2 separate regions of the Xenopus tropicalis genome follow, and region 2 is linked to region 1. The links are chromatin contacts, called in public Hi-C maps. All regions are on one chromosome and are shown on one strand. The core of a region is the stretch at or near the end of the contact, and the rest is flanking DNA. Distances in the headings are between cores, read along the strand shown.

Region 1 (5,748 bases), core at 1,345-3,844:
TAAAATTCAAGCTATTGACCCTCACATTTAAAGCAGTCCATAACTCTGCCCCACCCTACATCTCTGAACTCAGGTACCATCCAACCCGCTTGTTACGCTCCTCTACTGACCTGCTCCTCAACTCCTCTCTCATTCCCTCCTCACACGCTCGCATTCAAGACTTTGCAAGGGCTGCCCCCCTTCTCTGGAATTCGCTCCCACAAACTGTCAGACTTTCTTCCAATCTCTCTGCCTTCAAGAAATCTCTAAAAACACATTTATTTAGAGAGGCTTACCCTAATCTAGTTTAGCAATACCCTGTGCCCCACCTCTCACAACTCTGGTCATGCCCATTCCCACACCTTGTGTCTCAACCCTTTCTCCTTGTAGACTGTAAGCTCTTTTGGGCAGGGCCCTCTTCACCTCTTGTATCGGTTATTGATTGCTTTATATGTTACTCTGTATGTCCAATGTATGTAACCCACTTATTGTACAGCGCTGCGGAATATGTTGGCGCTTTATAAATAAATGTTAATGTAATGTAATGTAATGTAATTGCTTCTGCTAAAACACACTTAGAGACAATTATCAGTAAATAATCAGCATTGTCTATTTTAGTAGCCATGACAAGTATCTGCTACTAGGAGCTCCATGTATCTTCACCCTATTAGTGCAGATTTACCCTGGGTAAAAAACAAATTAATCTGCCATGTGCCTAAAGCTGGCCATACACGTGGCGATCTGACGATGTTTCGTGCGACCATCGGCCGCACGAAACATCGTCAGATGTGCCACACACCATTCAGGGCTGAATCGGCAGGTAAGGAGGTAGAAACAATAGGATTTCTACCTCCTTCTGCCGATTCAGCTCTGAAGGGAGATTTTGATCAGGTGCCTTCTATGGCGCCCGATCAAAATTTTCCAACTGGTCCGATCGGCGAGTCGACTCGCCGACATACCATACACACACCGAATATCGTACGAAACGAGGTTTCGTACGATATTATCGGTGCGTGTATGGCCACCTTAAGGCTCCAGCCATAAGTGGCAAATTCTCGGCCTGCAGATAAATGCAGGCACATGGAGCGGATTTTAGACTGGAGCTGCATAGTTCTGCTCTTAGGGCTGTGGCACATGGGGAGATTAGTCACCAGGCGACAAATCGCTGGTGGTATGCCATCCCACCGGCGATTTACATTGTAACGGTGGGATGGCATTTCGGGGAGATTAGTCGCCCCCGACAAGGGAGATTAGTTGTGCAGCGACTAATCTCCCCATGTGCCACAGCCCTTAAATCTGCTATGTGTGCCTGCACCCGGTCAGACACAATGGCCCTAGGAGCAGTAAACTTTTTGGAGCATAAGGGTGGATTTTCAGCCTGCGTTTATTCACAAGCCGAGAATCGGCTATGTCTGGCAGAAGCCATTAGAGTTATTATTTTATATATATATATGAAAATTAAAAATTCTTCTTAAATATGAAAATCACAAAAAGAAGCAAAATCACAGTTAATTGCGATTATTTGCAAAATAAATAATCGTTGTAGATTTATATTTTTCACTGTTTTTTTTATAAATTGTTAAAAGCACTGGGTGCCCAGTAGCACAATATAAATAAAAATATACTTACAGTAACAATGATAACAATATGTACATGGTACATGGCTGGTTAGAATGCAGTGCAGCAGGGATCATGACTGATTAATGCTCAGTAATGTCTATTTTTGTTACAACTGGTTGGACTGGATTTTTACCACGCTGCTGTGGAACTAATGACATTTGCAGATTCCACAATTGTCTACTAACTCCATATTATTAAGGGATAATGATATACTCTGGCCATTTTTTTTCTTCATATCCTGTTAACATTTAATGTGAAGAGGAATTAGATTTGTAAAAAAAAATCCAGGTCTGGATCATCTTCCTGTTAAATTAGGGTTAGATGACAACCCTGCAACATGTGTCGTTTAATTAACATATTATAGAAGTGCTAAAATGGCCATACCTAACCTTTAATACAGGGCACCTTTAAAAAATGCAGGGCACTCTGAAGTATAAACATTTTAATACTTTCCACCCTAGGCCAGAATGTTTAACCTTTTTTTCTCCGGGGCCCAAAATTACAGTGATAAATTTCTGTCATTTAAATGTAATCAGTTTGCAAATGGTGCCTTCCATTTTCCTCCAGCATTTTATCCCCCAAATCTGTGCTTAGTCATTTGTGCTAAAGTAGGAGAATCTCTAAACACTGTGATGTCAGTAACCACCAGACCTGGAGTGAAATTCAAAATGGTCCCTGGCATTTTATGGACTCAGAGGCCCACGCAGCCCTCCACCAGCCCAATTAAGTGACTGTCAATGGCATCTTACAGCAGCCCCTTTGGCATATGCCAGAATCCACAGACGGCTAGTCTGGGACCAGTAACCTCCACAAAAATTCAAAAGCCCAGTCCTTGGGGTCAGTTCACAAAAGGGATTATTTTGTGAAACCCACCTCCTCCAGAAAGTTTGACTAAGTACATCTTATGCTCACTCACTACAAATGCTTTAGGTCAGTTTTACCATTGGGTGGCAGCAGACATGCTTCACAATGATGTTCTTTTTGTGCTCTCTTGGATTTTGTAACTGGAGATGAGTTATTTGGAAGCAGACAGGTAAAGGCGGAGCCAGGTGAGAAAGACAAAGCAGCAGCCAGGCAAGCGGCATTAAGGAAACAGCAAGGAACTGAGCAGAGAGTGTCACACACTGGGAACCAGGCTTGTACAATGTTACCCTCTGCGGTGAGAAGGTGGCTGAACAAACCAAAGGTAAGAATCCTAATATTATATATTTACTGTTTACTACTGCAAATAGCTTATTGATTTGCTACTAGACCACAAAAGAATAGATTTCCTTTTTTATACTGTATTAGGGGCAGTTAAACCACTCCTTTCTATGACTGTAGGGGGATTTTTTTTTCAATTCTGTTGCACAGGCATGTTGGGCACCAAGCCACTCCTTGATTTTAGCTAAAGAAACAAGGCACTAGTGTTTCTCTCATTTGGGGCACTGCACGAGAATCTTGTGGAAAGTTGCTTAAGTATTGTTAGTGCTTTATATTCTTTTTATTCTCCTTAATTCCTTAGCTTCTTTTTCCTAATGTAAGAATAACAAAACTTCTTACTGATGAATCGCTCAGTTTGTCATGAACACAGCTATTCCTATTGACTGCAATTAGAGCAGACATTCCCTAAACATGTTTATGAGTAGATCTCCAAGTGATTGCATTGTATACTTCAGTTTCCTACAATGCACTGCATGAGTGGGAAGACTCATTAAAAAGAGGCAACTTTCATGCTAGGGGTGCTGCCCGTAACAAAGATTGTTATCACGTTTCATTGTTTTCAATGTGGCAGGCCACATGGACTACAAATGGCAGCAGTTTTCTCCTCATGAAACAATAGTAAGCTACAAATGACTTGTATAATACAACAAAGGAAACATTAGATTAATCTGTTATTAGGTGCCCAGGAAAAAAGAGGGCCAGATCATAGTGATTTGTAGTGCAGCCCACAACTTGAAGTACAGACAGGTTTGTGTTGGAGAAAAGGTTTACATAGGTGGCAGCAGGTCTGGACTGGGCTTCAAAATAGGCTCAGGTATACAGAAGCCCAAAAAGCCCCCAGCAAGTCAACTAAATAGTGACTACCCATGGCAGTTTACAGCAGTACCCTATGGCATTTGCCAGAACCCACAGATTGGGGGGAAGGGTGACTCAGACTCCAGTAAGAGGGCTTATAGCTTCATCACTACTGTGCGGCCTGTAAGCTTAACCTTTGGCTACTACCCCTCTGTAATATCAGTGACCAATTAGGGACAGGTTAAGATGACACCTATGACTGCACTTTGTAAACTAGTCTGGATTAGGGTAGTAAAGAGTGGGTATAAATCTAGTAGGGTGGTATTTTTTCCCAGCCAACTCTTCTCAAGGAGCCGATACAATATATATTTTTAGTACAGATCATATTTCCATGATTCAGTTAGTTTTGTTAAAGGGGTAGTTCACTTTTAATATGATGTAAACATTGATATTCTGAGAATTTGCAATTGGTCTTCATTTTCTATTTCTTATGTTTTTTTCAGTTATTTTGCTTTTTGTTCAGCAGCTTTCCATTAGTTTTTTTGGCAGCTATCTGGTTTTACCCTAGCAACAAGGCAGTGGTTTAAATGAGAGATGGGAATATGAATACTAGAGGGTCTGCATAGAAGGATAAGTAATAAAAAGAATAGCAATAAAACTGTAGCCTCACAGGGCAATAGTTTTTGGAAGAGGAAGGCAAATAATTCAAAAACTATAAAAGATAAATAATGCAGACCAACTGCATAGTTGCTAGAAATAGGGCATTCTATAACATACTGAAAGTTAACTGAAAGGTGAACCACCCTTTTAATGGAGTGGTAAAAGATAACAGTTTTGCAAGACGATGTAAATATTGGCGCTTAGTAATAATTTTAATATTATTCGCATGATCATATTGCTGCTAAAGGGTCAGAATCTATAGATTATATTTACTTTCCCTCAAAAAAAGGACACAGTATTTCAGCTTATACTGATGCACTACTGTTAGCTTGTTAAACAAGGCCTGCTCTGCATATTCAAAATGGTTGCCAACATGCTTATCCGTTCGAAAACATCCAATTTGTTCAAACATGTGGATGACAAAATTATGCTAAATCAGGGGCCATGGGATATGGATATTGAAAGGATGGAGTAAGCACCTCGTAAGCAATATGAACTGCATACTATTTCATCTTCTCAAGGCACATTTTAATAGTGTTGACTGGAGGTGGAAGAAATAATTTGCTAATCTGATTTTCCTAGTGATCAAAATGCTTTGTGTGCCTTTTCCTTAGTGCTCATGCCCATGAGAATTATCTTTAGAAACTGATGTGCAGCACATTAGTTTTTCCACCTTGTAGCATGACGCATCATTTGGCTCCATTAAGCCCAGATACATGTTATTTGGTCTCTAAATGTCCTGTGGATCTTTGCCTTTGGGGATGGAGACAAAGCGTAGTAAAGAAAAAATAGGTTTTGATCAACTAACATGTCACGTCTCCTAGTGCTCACCAGAGAACCTACTACCGCCGGTCCACTGTTACATACATTAGCCATAGTAAGTGCTAAGTTTGTGTTTTATATGTACCTACGGTGGAAATAAGAAAAAGATTATGGAAATTGCTTGCTCCCTGGCTCACTAGGGTTTGGTCCATCAGGATATTATATGTTCTAGCAGGTCACTCAGACCCCGTAGTGGACCATACTGAAATGCACAGCATATTAGCTTCATAAGAATATCAGCTCTAAGGGTATAGGTCATGAGTATGAGCTCTAAGTACAATGACCACACACATTTGTGATCCCCATGACCACCCAGTATGAAATCCCACTATTAAATTTTATTTTCTCTAATTCTATTTCAGATTACTGAACAGCATGTCCATTTTTTGCAAAATGTCATAAAAGTAAAATAGTCAAAAGCAATTTTCATATAATGAATTGATTAGTTTGTTTGGTGACATTGTAATTTCTATTGGTAGCAGTGTCTGACTCACTGCTTTTTATTTTTGGCAGTACTGATTCTGACTGCTGAAGCACTGGAATGTAAACCAACTAATCTACATTGTTTCAAGAGTCAGAACCAGGGGTAAGCACAGAGAACAGAACAAATAAACTAATACCACTTAGTTGCAAATATATACCATATACAAATAATACAAAAATGAAATC
Region 2 (5,980 bases), core at 280-2,779, 130 kb after region 1:
TATCAGTGGGCAATAAATGCATCCCACTATGTGTAATGTAACAATCCCATTCATCCCCACACACTTATAACATGAAACTGCAAATAAGAAATTTCTATGCAAACAGTTGGAGGTCACCGGTAAAAGGAGTCCGGAGACGGAACCGGCCGTGTAACATATTGGTTAGAGAGGAAAAAGACGAATATGGCTCCCCCTGCCCACCCCATGCATGATCCGCCGGTGCAGTGCAGTAGAATGGAGAAAGGTGAATCTATCCATGCAGGGGAGGGGGGGTTAAAGTTTGCAAGCTGTCCAACAAGCAACCGGCCTTACCGTGCGCCTGCCCCTCATCACACTGCGCTAGGCCTGCAGCCCGCCGGTCTCTGCACTACCTCCCCCCGCCGCACAGCACGCAGCGGGCTAGGCTGCCTCTTTCCCTTGCTGGAGGAGGCGTGCGGAGCCTGGGTGGGGGAGGGGACCTTCAGGAGGAGGGTGGTGCTGCTGGTGGGGGTAGTTAGCTAGTGGGGGGAATACTATGGCTCAGGGGTACTATAGAAAGGGCAAGGAAAGCACACTGAGGGGATGGGGTTGGAGAAGGAAGGGTATCTGCCGGGTATGGGAGGTGACTTTGGCTAGCAATCTCACACCTTGTGTCCATCCAGCTGTTGGGCTTCCACTTCACAGTCAATAGGATCTTGGGATTTGTAGTCCAGCAGCAGCAGCAGCTTGAGTGTCACCGTGCAGTGTCCCTTGGGGGTATAAGAGTGGCCTGCGCTAGGTTGTTATTGGTGGGGGTGCGGATGATGTAAGAGAATCTGTAAATATGACATAGTAGTGACAGACAGGAGTGAGTCTGTGTCCTGTGATTGGGGCTCTTGCAAATGACAGCTCTTATGGCGCGCTGCTAATTGATATCCAGAGGGGGAGTCCATTTTACAGAGGGGGCGCACCTAACATTGGGAAGACGTGTAAAGGGGAGTAATGCTTTGTACACTGACCTTAAGTGCATACTGTATTGTAAAGGTCTCCAGATGGTCCCTTCCCTCCCCCCTCCAATCTCAATGACACTGCCCGTGTCACTTACACTGAGAACGGCCCTCGCTCACTCCTCCATCTTAGTTTCTGTGCAGTCCCCCTCCCTAACACTGGGGGCCCTTCTCAACATAACCACACGCCCCTTCATCCTGTCTTATAGCCAAGTAATGGCATTAAATATAGGCTTGCCCTTACCTCCCGCTGAGAAAAACTGCCCCCAGCTGGGACATGGGAGGCATACTATTGACAATGTCAAAATGGCGTCCCGGGCGCGGCCTGGGCTCCTTCCGCCTTCCTTAGCCTGAGCCGGGACTCAGAGACGGCCTGCTCAGTATTAGCGACCCAAGGCGTTAGTAACTTGGTTGGACTAAGCGCTGCGTGTTATGACGAGTACAGGAACAGCTCCCGAAAGGAGAAAAGCTGATTGATTCAAGTAACTCTTTTGCTCAGTCCGTGTTATTGCTATTTAATAACTCATATTGCGGGCTCATAACGTTGTCATACACTAAACTGAACCGGGCTCCCATGCCGCCTCATTACACTGAGCTATTCATAACACCACTGTGCGAACATGTGTTTTATAAAGAAAAGTCGCGCACACACATCTCTTGTTCTGTACTTTGTGCTCGGCCCCCTACAGGAAGCCTGAGGAACTGCTGCGCGTACTGTTAGGCCTTCTGAGCGGTCAAACCTTGCAACTATTATTCATATAGCGAAGACGTATCCTTTACAGATACTATAGATTTTACACGCCAGTCTCTGCCAGAGTGCACCTTATGTTTCAAAGGGGTTCAACTTTGAGTTCAATTTTAATACCATGTAGACTGTAATATTCTGAGACAATTTGCAATTGATCTTAATTGTTTTTATTACTTATGTTTTTTTTTTTTTTTTTTTAAATGTTTCACTTTTTGTTCAGCAACACTCCAGTCTTGAGTTCAGTAGTAATCTGGTTGCTAAGGCTCATATTACCCCAGCAACCAGGCAGTAGTTTCAAAGAGAGACAGAATTATGAATAAAGGAGGGCATAAATAGAAAGATAAGTAATACAAAGTAAGAATAACAATAACATTGTAACCTCGCAGAGCAGTCGTTTTTTGGCTGCTGGGGTCAGTGACCCCCATTCAAAACCTGGAAATAGAAGAAGAAAGCACATAATTAAAAAACTACAAAATAAATAATAAAGATCGATTGAAAAGTTACACTATGGTCAGTTCTATCAGGAGCCAATTAACCTGCCTGTATGGGTTTAGCGTTTGGTACAGGTTTGGGGTCTTTTATCCGGAAACCTGTTATCCAGATAGCTCCGAATTACAGAAAGCCTGTCCCCCATAGGCTCCATTTTAATCAAATAATATAGAATTATAAAATGTATTTCCCTTTTCTCTGTAGTAATAAAACAGTACCTTGTAATTAATCCAAGCTAAGATATATTTATTTCTTATTGGAATTAAAACAATCTTATTGGGTTTAATTAAGGTTTTATTGATTTTTTAGTAGGTGTGGAGATCCAAATTACGGAAAGACCCCTTATCCTGAATACCCTTGGTTGCGAGCATTCTGGATAACGGGTCCTATACCTGTACAAGATTATCTGGAGGAAAGCCAAACGTGTCTGGAGAACATATGCAAACTCAATGAAGATTGTGCCCTGGCTGGAACCATAGTTATAGAACCCCAGAGCAGCAAGGTAGCATACTATCCACTGTGCCACACATTGCCAGTTTACACATCTCCCAGCATCCCCGGAACTAGGATTGACACCTGGATGGTATTTTACCCACCTGGCCAGTGAAATAGATACTTCATCCCAATGCTTTTAATAGGGAAAAAGCATAAATATATAATAGAAAGGCCAGAAATGTTGGCAACCCTACCTTTGACTGGCCACTACACTTACAGGCTCATGTCTGAACACTTAGGGGCCCATTTACTTACTCACGAACGGGCCGAATGCGTCCGATTGCGTTTTTTTCGTAATGATCGGTATTTTGCGATTTTTCGGATAATTGTCGCGACTTTTTCGTTGCCATTCCGAATGTTGCGCAAAATCTGGCGATTTTTTTGTAGCGTTAATACTTGCGCGAAAAGTCGCGACTTTTTCGCAGCTTTCGCGCCGAGTACGAAAGATTCGGATTCATTCAAGCTTCAGTATGGTGACTTTTCTTGGGCCAGGTTGGAGCTGCAGGGTGCCATTGAGTCCTATGGGAGGCTACCAAAATCATGCTAAGTCTGAAAGTTTCGCCCGCCGCTTACGAGTGCTCAATACGAAAAAGTCACGACAAGATACGAGCGCATCGTAATGGCTACAAAAAATTCGCGTTTTTTCGCGCAAATCGTATTGGTAACGTAAAAGTCGCGACAATTTCCGCAAAGTTGTAAAGGCGCCGAAAATTCGCAAAAAATACGAAAAAGTCGCAAAATGTTCGTTTTCCAATCGGAATTTTCCCAATTCGGATTCTAATTCGTGTCTTAGTAAATGTGCCCCATAGTATAGAACAATGTTTACTTCTAATGCAAATTAACATTTTGTTTTTATCTACAATGTGTTTTTGTCCCTCAGAATTCCATGATAAAAATGATGGAGTGCTAGCAAAGATGCACAAAGTGGTCTAGCTGGCCTCTACTTCCCAGAACAGGTATTCATGCATCAGGCATTATGTATAGAACTGGGAGAAAAAGGCAGACGCAGAGCTAGCTGCAAAAAGTGTTTATTAGCAGGCTCTTTAGCAGGTGGGACACATAATGGTCAAGTGATAAGTTGTGTCCATTACAATTGCATGGGATTGCAGTCAGGTGGTTTTTTCCAGGGTAGCCTAGTGTCAAAATGCATTGGACACCATTTTTCTGAGAACAACACCCATTCCTCAATGCTTTAGGCCAGGGATCTGCAGCCTTTTTCACTTGTGAGCCACACACAGATGTAAAAAGTGTTGGGGAGCCACACAAGCATGAAAAAAGTTCTTTGTGGATGCCAAATAAGCCCCATGTGGCCTGCTGGCCTGCAGGAGGCTCTGCTTGGAGTAAGACTGTGTCTCTGTGCTTCCAAAACTTGCCTCCAAGCCAGAAATGTAAAAATGGGCACCTACTTTGAGGCCACTGGGAGCAACATCAAAGGGCATGGTGAGCAACATGTTGCTTACAAATCACTGGTTAGGGATCACTGCTTTAGGCTAATGCCACACCATGTGCATGGCATATATTTTCGGCAAGCCAAAAAATGCTTGGCAAAAATACGCGCCATACTCTCCTACCTGTGCCTGCACCTGAATGAATGGAATACGCTCATGTGCAGGCACACGTAGCTGAAATACGCATAAAACGTGAGAGAATGTGAAGTCTTGCTTTTATGCGGATTTCGCCTACATGTGCCTGCACCCGAGCATATTGCCAAAAATATACGACATATGCATGGTGTGTCATTAGCCTTACAAATCCAAATGGGAAGTACCCAGCAGGCTGATAGCATGGAGCTGTTTGCGGACAATGCTAGCCTGATTTAATGAATTACTCACCTACTCCAGATCTTCTGGTAGATCACAATCTACCTTTTGGGCACCTTTGACTTTATAGATAGCTGTTTGTCCAATAGACCTGTGATCATATAGCTGACTGGTCAGTTATCACTGTTTGCTCTCTATTTATTCAACTGTTATTGTATAACCATGTTCATTAAGCATGCCTTAGAAATAATTTTGACATTTTAACAAAAATTCAGTGGAGTTACAGGCAACACCCATTTACATTTTTTATCCTGTGGCTCAATAATTGTTATAATAATTGTCTTTCAGCAGAATCCTGCCCTGAAATCCATTTTCTTTTTTTCAAAAGAGCAAACAGATTTTTTTATATTTAATTTTGAAATTTGACCTAAGGTAGCCATACACAGGCAGAATTTAGCTGTCAATTGGGGTCCTTCAGACCCCCTTCAGCACCCCTGAAAGGCCTACCTGACCAGCATCTGGCCTAAAATTGGCCAGATCTTGATTGGGCAGGTTTGATTTTCCATTGGATCAAGGACTGCATTGGCTCATTGATGTGGTCCTGACGGCTCCTATTCCGTTCATTTAAATTTGATTGTTTGGCCCTAGGGACAAACGATTGGATTAACCCTTATATCACCAACCTTAGATGGGCATATTGGCTGAGGATCGCCAAAAGAGCAGATCATAACGCGTATGTCCACCTTTACAAAAAGACATTTTCTTACCTTCCCAAGTCCTCAGCCTTGTTAATTACAATCTGAGAAACTTCAGTCTCTCTTTGTTGCTGCAGTTATTTAATATGCAATTCCATTGCGCCACCTATAGGTGAAAGATTATTATTCCAACTATATGGTTGGACAAGAAATGTACAGGTATTACATATGAAGACGACCTTCTCCATACAAAGCACATTTTATATTTATACATACCTAAAGCATATAAAGAATTGTAATTTCTTTCTTTATTTTGTATCCTGAAAAACTGAATTTGGGCATTCCAGCTTTCTTGTCACAAAGCTTTAAATAGGAATTAACACATATTTATTCAAGTGTGAAAGCGAATATCACCGGTGCTGTTGCCCATAGCAACCAATCTGATCTTTGCTTTTTTCTAACTTGTAGGTGACCGTTCATATCTAATTGCTGATTGGCTACTATGGGCAACATCACCAGTGATGTTGGCTTACACACTATAATAGAAATGCCCATAAACATAAACCCTTATTACTTCACTTTTAAAGTGGACCTGTGACCCAGGCATAAAAAGCTGTATAATAAAAGCCCATTTCAAATTAAACATGAAACCCAAACTCATTTTTTAATTGACACATCTCTACCCATTATAAAAGCATTTAAAAATCCCAGCTGTCAATCACATTGCCTGCCTCACTAGAGGTGGGGCAGACAGTTACTTTCACTTTCAATTCAGAACGTCTTGGATGATGCTGTGCCCCTCACATTCCCCTTTCCTCCTTCCCGTCT

What was found. Hi-C and Micro-C count contacts between places; a contact is called where the count stands out from the background.
Region 2: a Hi-C map of gastrula embryo shows a contact between it and region 1, with 2.5 times the contacts expected there. The contact joins the promoter of nsd1 here to the promoter of LOC100493455 in region 1. A contact is called at or near these places in 3 of 5 Hi-C or Micro-C datasets (gastrula embryo, neurula embryo and tailbud embryo).

Annotation. Positions count from the first base shown.
Region 1 is chr3:46,110,571-46,116,318 of UCB_Xtro_10.0, forward strand. It overlaps LOC100493455 (lateral signaling target protein 2 homolog), which reads left to right and starts at 2,595. Exons shown (of 14, transcript XM_031898841.1): 1 at 2,595-2,785; 2 at 5,593-5,665.
Region 2 is chr3:46,244,616-46,250,595 of UCB_Xtro_10.0, forward strand. It overlaps nsd1 (histone-lysine N-methyltransferase, H3 lysine-36 and H4 lysine-20 specific), which reads right to left and starts at 1,530. Exons shown (of 23, transcript XM_004912862.4): 1 at 1,210-1,530.